3 separate regions of the Mus musculus genome follow, and all the other regions are linked to region 2. A link is a contact called in public promoter capture Hi-C data. All regions are on one chromosome and are shown on one strand. The core of a region is the stretch at or near the end of the contact, and the rest is flanking DNA. Distances in the headings are between cores, read along the strand shown.

Region 1 (2,700 bases), core at 131-2,630, 3.2 Mb before region 2:
CCACAATATTGCAGGGACAAATCTGGGGCATTCTAGCTATGGGAATGCCAAGGTTCCAGGAGGCTAAGTTTCCTTGAAACTCTTTGCCTTGTGACTGCTTCCAGGCTTTTAGGCCTGCCAAGCCAGTCACTACTGGAGTGGACATAGCACTGGATCCCCTGGATCTAGAGTTACAGATAGTTGTGAGCTGCTATGTGGGTGTTGGGAATTGAACCCAGGTACTTGGCAAAAACAAATGCTCTTAGCTGCTGAGCCATCTCTCTAGTCCCCAGTGGGGGGGAGAGGGGGAATTAAACAGTATATATATTTTTAAACAAGTGACATCCTGGCCCTTTCACCTTACACAGTCACAGGCTTTAGCAGACTTGACATTTCTGTCTCAGCTGTGTGAGGACCTTCTGCAGAGATTTAAAGACTGCCATGTCCTGTCGGTGTTAGTGATAAAAGAAAGGCATATATGATGTGAGCAGGTCTTAGCCTAGCACCTCGCTGTCTTATCCAGTCACTAAGGAGCAAGGGATTCTAGGAAAACTTGGGAGAGAGTTCAGAAGGTAGAGAACTGGACGAAGTAAAACCATGAAGACTGAGTATAAATGTGGAAGAGATAGGAAATCCTGCCTGAAGCACAGATAATTGGTGATTTATGAGTCTGTGTAAAATTATATAATAGGAAGTCAGGTGTGGTATTGCACTCCTTTAATTCCCGGCACTAGGGAGGCAGAGGCATAGTTCAAGGCCAGCCTGGTCTACAGAGTGAGTTCCAGGAAAGCCAGGGCTACACAGAGAAGCCCTGTGAAACACAAACAATATAAATAAACACATAAAAATACATATTTAAATGTATTTACTTTTTGTATATTATAAAGCATCAGTTCTTACATTGGTTCAGTACTGTTTTGAAGAATTGCATGACATGTGCATGGCTTTGTTTTTATGACATCCTTATTTATATAAACAATGCAGGATCCAGGAGTTTATGTAACTCACTTGTGTGTTGATGGTTCACCTACCTAATACAAAGCACAGATCAGATCTACCTCTGCCCTGACACTCCTTTCAGCCAAAAAAAGTGCTTTCTTTGGTTTGACAATGTTTTTGTGACTTATTTGTCGTGTGACCTATGTCACCTGTAAATAGAGTAATAGTCCTTAACTCATAGAGATGAAGAAATAACAGACAGAAAGCGCCTTTCCATTCTGCCACACTTTATAGCAGCATCGAACCCAGGAAGAGGAAATAGCCAGCTCCATAGTTTTCTTTTTCTTTTTTCCCTAAGCTTCCAGCAGACCCTTCTCAACGGACTCCTTCAGAGGTTAATAATAAAGGTGCAGGTAGCTCCACCTCCTAACTGGAATTTCTTCCGTTCGTCCTCTTCCGGTTAGCGAAGGAAGGATCACATTTCTCAGGACAAAGGCATTTCACTAATGGTTTAGCTTCCTCATCTTTTCCACCCCAAAGCTGGCGACCCAGTGCGTTCTCTCTGGAAGATGGCAGTCTCTGGGCGCGAGAGGTTCCCCGAAGCTTCACAGACCCAAGAGCCCAGGACTACAACTCCCAGAATCCTTCGCTCCAGCGTGCGCGTGCGTCGTAGTGGCTAAGAGGGGTGGAGAGGAGGTGTCCACCGTCGTGGGTTCCCCGTGCAGGTCTTCTGTTGTCGCGCTCTCTACTCTGGGAGTTTCGGTGCTTTTAGCACCGGTCCAGGGACAGGAGGAACTAGTGCTGGGCCTTCGGCAGCACTAGTCTTGAACAGACAGTCTTGAACAGGCCAGTGCCCCAAGGGTTAGGCTGTCAGTGAGCGCAGGCTGTGCCCGGGTCCAGCTCCTTCCTGGTCCTTCCTTAGGAACAGACCTGGAGAGGCGCGGAGGGGAAGAGTGCGAGGCTTGCGGGACATCTACCAGGCCCAGTCCGAATTTCCAGGAAGCTCCCGAGAAGCTGTCCTCCTGACGTGTGAGGAGACCTGGTCGAACCCAGGCTGGCTATGAAGAGCGACGCCTCGACGTCTGCAGCCCCTTTGAAAGGGCTCGTGGGCCCTCTGCGGAGCAGCGAGCCCGCGCTCGCCCTCCCCGCTGTGTCCCCCGCGGTGCACCTGCTGGAAGAGGCGTCCGACCTGTTGGTGGTGCACCTGGACTTCCATGCCGCACTAGAGACTTGCGAACGAGCCTGGCAGAGCCTGGCGGAGGAGCCCGTGAGTGGCACGTACGTGCTGAGCTATGTTCCGTTCTGGATCCTTTTGGGGAGGAACTCGGGTCTCTGAATATCTGGCATTGTGAGACTGCGCCAACCACACACCTTGCTTTCCCTAAGGGATCCTCTTTGAGAGAGGCTGGTTGCTCATCCTGCACCCGTGAGACTGTACAATGAAGTCAAATCATGCAACAATTTGGAGGGACGCCACAGTCAATTCTTGGCTCACCTTTTCAGTGCAGGACAGGGTAGATGTCTTTTAAGTGTTCAGTCGTGAGGAGGTTCAGTAAGCAGGTAGCAGCCTTCTTTGGGAACACACCTCCTATTTAACCTAGCCTTGGCAGGTTATAGAAAATGGGGGGTAGAGCGGGGTGTCAAGGCAAGAAGCACACTGTTCTGGTCCTGTTGCAGGACTGAGTGAATTATCTTTAGATTGCTCTGTCTAATGCATTGGCCTCCTCTGACAGCTGGAGGGCACCATTTCTCTGTGGAGTAAACCTTCCTAAGAGCTGTGTG
Region 2 (2,700 bases), core at 111-2,610:
ACAGAGAGATGGTCGGATGAACATTAGGATCAGAGGGCCTCAGCCAGAGGCAGGGCCCACTGATGTTGGACAGAGAAACGAAAACTGGAGATAAATAAAGAAAAAAAAAAATCTATCTGTAAATTTGGAAACCAGAAAAATACCCCAAAAAGTAGACGAAAACATTGGCAGGCAATCTCATTTGGTAAAGAGAGTTCAAAGACTGAAGTATGAGTGGACTGATTTAAAAAAAAAAAAAAATCACCACAACCCCCCCCCCCAAAAAAAAAAAAAGACAGAAAAGAAACTTGCTCTGTTTACCTCGTCTTCAGTTCCTACTCCCAAAGGCTTGGAAACCTAAGATAAGAAGGAAAGAGACAATAGCAGGCTACAACCCAACTCTAACTCTACTGCTTAGGTGGCCTGAGGCAAGTCAAGAGCCTTCACAAAGCCTCAGCTTCTTTGTCTATAAAATAGTAGTCCTTGTCTGTGTAAAGCCGCACAAGGCTCACTCCAGTGTTACTGAATGGTGACTGCTATTACTTTAACACAGAGAAAGCAGCTGTCAGGTGGAAGAAATAGGCTCTCCTAGAACACTCACGGTCTCTGCTGCTGAGGCTCCCGGAGGCCAGGGGCCAGGCCTCAGTCCCTCCTGCCGAAGGGCCTTGTCCTGGGTGAAATGGGTGGCCAGCTTCATCAGCGGGTTGGCACCCCCACATTCGCCCTCCACCAGCTCCCGCATTGCCATGGTGACCAGCAGCTTCCCTGATGGACAGAAGATTAGAACTGTGGTCGGGAAGCCAGACTTTCCCAACGCACGCCTCAGGCCCTATCTAGAGCAGATGGGCCCACGACGGCTCCACAAGGGCCAGGCCCCCGGGGCCACCCCCCGAGGTGTGTCTGGAGTCCAAGAGGAGGCTGTGTCCTGCCTTCCCACTCGAAACGCTGCTTTCGGCTCGGGCTTCCCCTCCAGCGGACGGCAGCTCAGACACCACCCGCCAACAGCAGCTCTACAAAAGGGCCTGGACCCCTGGGGAGCACGGGGAGCGCATCATAAACACGGCTAGACCCGAACTCTAACCTGACGAGGGACAGCGGGGACGCCTTCCACCGTACACCGGGACCCACACCCCCGGTCAGGCGCCAGCTGCGGGTCCCGATCCCAGCTCGTGTCACCTGAGCCCCCTCCCCGGCCGCGCCCGTCCCCGCCCAGCGCCCCGCGCCCCCAGCCCCGTCGCCCCAGCCTCGACCCCGTCCCACGAGGCCACCGCAGCGGCGGGGACTTACGGGCCTCGACCCCGCGCCCCCAGGCTCCAATGCTCGCCGTCGCGGGCCGCACCGTCCGACCGGCCGAGGCACCCGGAGTGGGCTGGGGGAAGGGAGGGGGCGGGAGCAAGGGGGCGGGACTCGGCCTTAAAGGGGCCGGGACGGCGGCGCTGCGGCCCAGCTCAACGGAAACGGGTAAAGGGGCGGGGCCTCAAGCTTGCGCAGCGTGATGGGCGGAGCCGAGATCCTTAAAGGAGACAGTCCTGGACAGTTGGATTGGGGAAACCTGCAGTAGTCCCTAGAACGCCAGGATTTATTAGTGGAAAACTCAGAGGACTGGAGCTAGAAGAGGCCTCTCTGGCTTTGGAGAAAAACCAAGGTTTCAGGTTCCACGGTTCAGCTCTCTTTCCTGGTTCTCCTGCACCTCTAAATCGCCCAAACTGAGCCCGGGAGATTTCGGAGGTCAAATCTATGACCTGCTTCGGCCTCCTAGGCCTGACCCCCCTTCCAACAGACGCTCCTTCAGGACAGCGTCACAGCCTCCAAGGAGACAGGGGCCTGCCTCTACCATCTCTGCGTAATGAAGAAAATAGCTCCGGATGATGACAAATTCTGGTGACTAAAATAGGGTCCAACGCATTTTGAGACCTCAATCCTGTAATGGATGGGGAGAGTGCTGTGAGTCACTCCTCTCTCCTCTTTCCTACTGGTCAAGGTCACGATGGCCTGATTCCCTGCAGCTCCAAGTTGGGGAAACGTGGCAAGGAATACCTTTGATCAGGGAATATGAACCTAAGCCTCAGGCTCCACCATCTGCCAGAGAAATGGCTCGGGTGCCAGACCTCAAGGTCACACTGGAAAGCAAACCTTGATAGCTCACCTAGGTCCAAGACCGACGGACTCCTTGACGTCCTGAGAAGGGGAGGGGTTCAGAGTGCTGGTAGGTGGGCTAGGAGGAAACTGGTTCTAGAAAGGCCTGACGTACGTCCCAACCCGGGGTGCGGGAGAAGCAGGTAGTCTGTAGGTGGCGCCCTGGGGCAGGCTTGGTTCTTTGCTGCCCTGATGATTTCAAAGGTAGCCTTCCTCAGGGAACACAGGCAGTGTAAATTCGTCCCTGGGAAAATAGAAATTGCCCTTATAACTGCAGTGGTTGAACAAGGCAGAATATTGTGCAATGTTTCTGTCTTTAGTACACTGTCAGTATCTTTCAGAGGCCCTAACACACACACATACACCCATTCTCCTTGACCACAAATTTCATCCCTGTCCACTGTTTCCAGGCTGCCATTGTAAAGAAAAAAACACCTAGCAACGAATAAACTAAACCACACCAAGGAGGAAAGGATGCCATCTTGGAAGATGAATATGTTAAAACAGGAGAATCTCTGGAGAAAGCAGTGTTTAAGGAAAGCATATGATGGTTTGAATTTCTGGTCATGGGGAAATGGGAGAGCA
Region 3 (2,700 bases), core at 76-2,575, 3.2 Mb before region 2:
CCTCTTTTCATCCTCCCCCCCCCCCCCACCAGTTTTTGATGTTCCTGTTTTTGGATACAACCAAACAGATAGAAGAAGAAGAAGAAGGAGAAGAAGAAGAAGAAGAAGAAGAAGAAGAAGAAGAGGAAGAAGCTGGTCACATAATTGATTGATTTGCAAATGTATTGGAGACTTAATGTATTTGTCCATGATATGTGCAGATGCCACATTGTCTACCTCAACCACTGATCAAGAGACTTTGTTTTACCCTGAGGGCCATACCCCACTTTCTATTTCCAAACATGGACATCTTGGTTTATTTTCAACAGCTGTGTATAACTCATGCTTCACACACACACACACACACACACACACACACACACACACACACACACACACACACACACTATAGGCAGGCAGACATATTTGTATATCTTACGTTGAACTACAATAGCAAAACAGAATATAGACTCTTCCAGATTTCATAAAGTCCTGGTAGCTTTCGATTAGGGGTATGTATCTCTCTGTCATCTTTGTCCAGTGCTGGGGGTAGGGAGTGGAGGACCCCTCTCAGAACAAGCGCATGGGGAAACCTCATTCTGACTAGCCCAGCAGCTAACAGATCCCCCTCTCCCTCAACTTATAGCCTCATATACAAGATACATCTGTAAAGAGCTAGCAAGCATTTCATGTATGTACATCCCAGAGCCTCCAAACCCGGCTCGGCTTAGACTGTATTTGTTCCTCGCAGAGCTGTACCTTCATGGCCACCTCGTGTGCTAACTGCAATGGTCTGCTATTTTCCACAAATGGTGGGACTGGTCAGAGGTCCCGTTAGAATGTTGCTTTCAGCACTTAGCCATTTGTCGTCCTGAGTTAGTCATAACCTCTTTGATAAAATAAAAACATTTTATCCTATAGAATTGGGGTTAAACGTAGAGGCACAAAAGAACATTGTGCAGATAAACTTATCTTCAGTGTTTAAGGATAAGCCTGGCAATTAACAGAGATGAAGTAAATGTTATCGCTGTCTCCTTACCCCCTGGGGACAGCCTCAGCAAGGGAGTTATCTGCTGCTGGCTTTCAGAGCAGAAGGTACAGCAACTGGGAGTATTTCCAATCTTAACATTGCAGATGAAAAAAGAGAGCGTATCCAGGAGTTACCGGGCCAGGTCCGGCTTGTCGTGTCCTGGTGTAGGCGACTGGACTGCGGGTTCTGTAGGGGCGCGTACAACCGCTCCGCCCGCCCGCCCGGTGCCTGAGTTTCGCTTTCCTTTGGATCTAGGGGAAAACGAAAGCTTGGCGGTGAGGGGGGCGTGGCCAGGCGTGCAGAAGGCTTGGCCGGCAGTGCCAGGGCGGCTGTGCCTAGGGGACAGCAGACACTCCTGAGCTGAGAGGCTGGGAGGCAGCAAGACTGCTCTGCTCCGCGGTGCCGCGTCCTCTTCTGTAGCCCTTTGCAGATGCTGCTCGGTCTTCGCTCTTTGGCTTGACTCCGTGCTTGAGGCAAGTTTGGGGCTAACTTTGAAAGTGTCCTTTATCCGCCAGAACTTTGCTTATACATCTCCAGATGATTAGGAATTTCCTTGGGTTCTGCAAATAGTGGCGGTCTGTATTCTTGGCATGTATATACTGGGCCAATGGATTTGCTTCCCAAGCATTTATATTATTCAGACTGTAGTCGTGATTTATGTTTAATTTAAAAAAGTAATTACCAAAGTGGCTTGTTAAAAATTCAAACAATGCAGACAGATGTGTAGAGTTGTTTCTCTTAATTTGCAACTCAGTATCATTTTTATGTATACTTTATCAGAAACATTTCTAATGGATATCTTTAACATTGCTCTGTGTCTTGCTTCTTGTTCTGTGCCTTTCTAGACCAGTATTTTAACTGATGCGTTGTATGAGAAGTGCGGATTTAGTTAAATAATTCATGGACATTTAGGTTCGGTCCTGTTTTTCCTGGGATAGACGTTTTATCAACAAATATCATTTTTATGCTCTTGTGCAAATACTCAGTCACACGTTAGGAGAAACTCCTAAAATAGAAACCAGCGGACTGAGAAACCGGAGAGATTTTTGTCCAGTATCATAAGTCAGGGTGCTTTAGACCTGTTCCCTGGCCTGTTTTTCCATCTTCTGTAAAGAAAGCTAAATATACCTTTAAGAAAAAACAACAACAAAAACCAAACAAACAAAAAAACACAACCTCCCCCAACTCCCCTGGAAGTCCAAGTTTGTGGTGTTTCAAAATTACAACTTAACTTCATACTTAATATCTTTAGAATTAACTCAAAAAGTGAGGCAAATATTTCAGAACATTTTTAGAATGTTTCCTGTGAAGTGTCCTTTGTGTGTTTGAATACCGTCACCTCCTTTGTTCATAAGAACTAACTGGGCAGAAAGTGGCGTAGCAGATGAGGTGTATGCTCCCTTCTGACTCACTACGCACTAGCAGAAGACTTTAAAAAGAGAGAGAGCTTTTTGCTTGCTCTCTCTCTCTCTTTTTCTTCTTCTTTTTTCACTCTGGAAAACCGTGCTTCATGGTCTTGGCACTTTTACGCAACATGATGTTTATAAGGAAGAAAATCACGTTGTCTCCCAATTGAGTGTATCATGTGACTGGGCTGTGGCCAGAGCCCCAATGGGCACATGAAAGGTGTATCAGCATCTCCAGGCTGAGGGCATGTCTAAGGACAGGCTAATGCATATCATCCCACACCG

Evidence for each region. Promoter capture Hi-C pulls out the DNA fragments that hold promoters and counts their contacts.
Region 1: a promoter capture Hi-C map of pre-B cells shows a contact between it and region 2, with 6 times the contacts expected there. The contact joins the promoter of Pex26 here to the promoter of Pex5 in region 2. A contact is called at or near these places in 4 of 39 promoter capture datasets (cranial neural crest, hippocampal neurons, liver and 1 more).
Region 3: a promoter capture Hi-C map of pre-B cells shows a contact between it and region 2, with 5 times the contacts expected there. The contact joins the promoter of Usp18 here to the promoter of Pex5 in region 2. A contact is called at or near these places in 3 of 39 promoter capture datasets (cranial neural crest, maxillary cranial neural crest and pre-B cells).

What each region holds. Positions count from the first base shown.
Region 1 is chr6:121,182,287-121,184,986 of GRCm38.p6, forward strand. It overlaps Pex26 (peroxisomal biogenesis factor 26), which reads left to right and starts at 1,381. Exons shown (of 5, transcript NM_028730.6): 1 at 1,381-2,196. The coding sequence starts at 1,979.
Region 2 is chr6:124,413,707-124,416,406 of GRCm38.p6, forward strand. It overlaps Pex5 (peroxisomal biogenesis factor 5), which reads right to left and starts at 1,361. Exons shown (of 16, transcript NM_001277805.1): 1 at 1,267-1,361; 2 at 581-744; 3 at 301-336. The coding sequence starts at 727. It overlaps D830015G05Rik (a long non-coding RNA gene), which reads left to right and starts at 1,366. Exons shown (of 4, transcript XR_378022.4): 1 at 1,366-2,185.
Region 3 is chr6:121,244,581-121,247,280 of GRCm38.p6, forward strand. It overlaps Usp18 (ubiquitin specific peptidase 18), which reads left to right and starts at 1,326. Exons shown (of 11, transcript NM_011909.2): 1 at 1,326-1,482.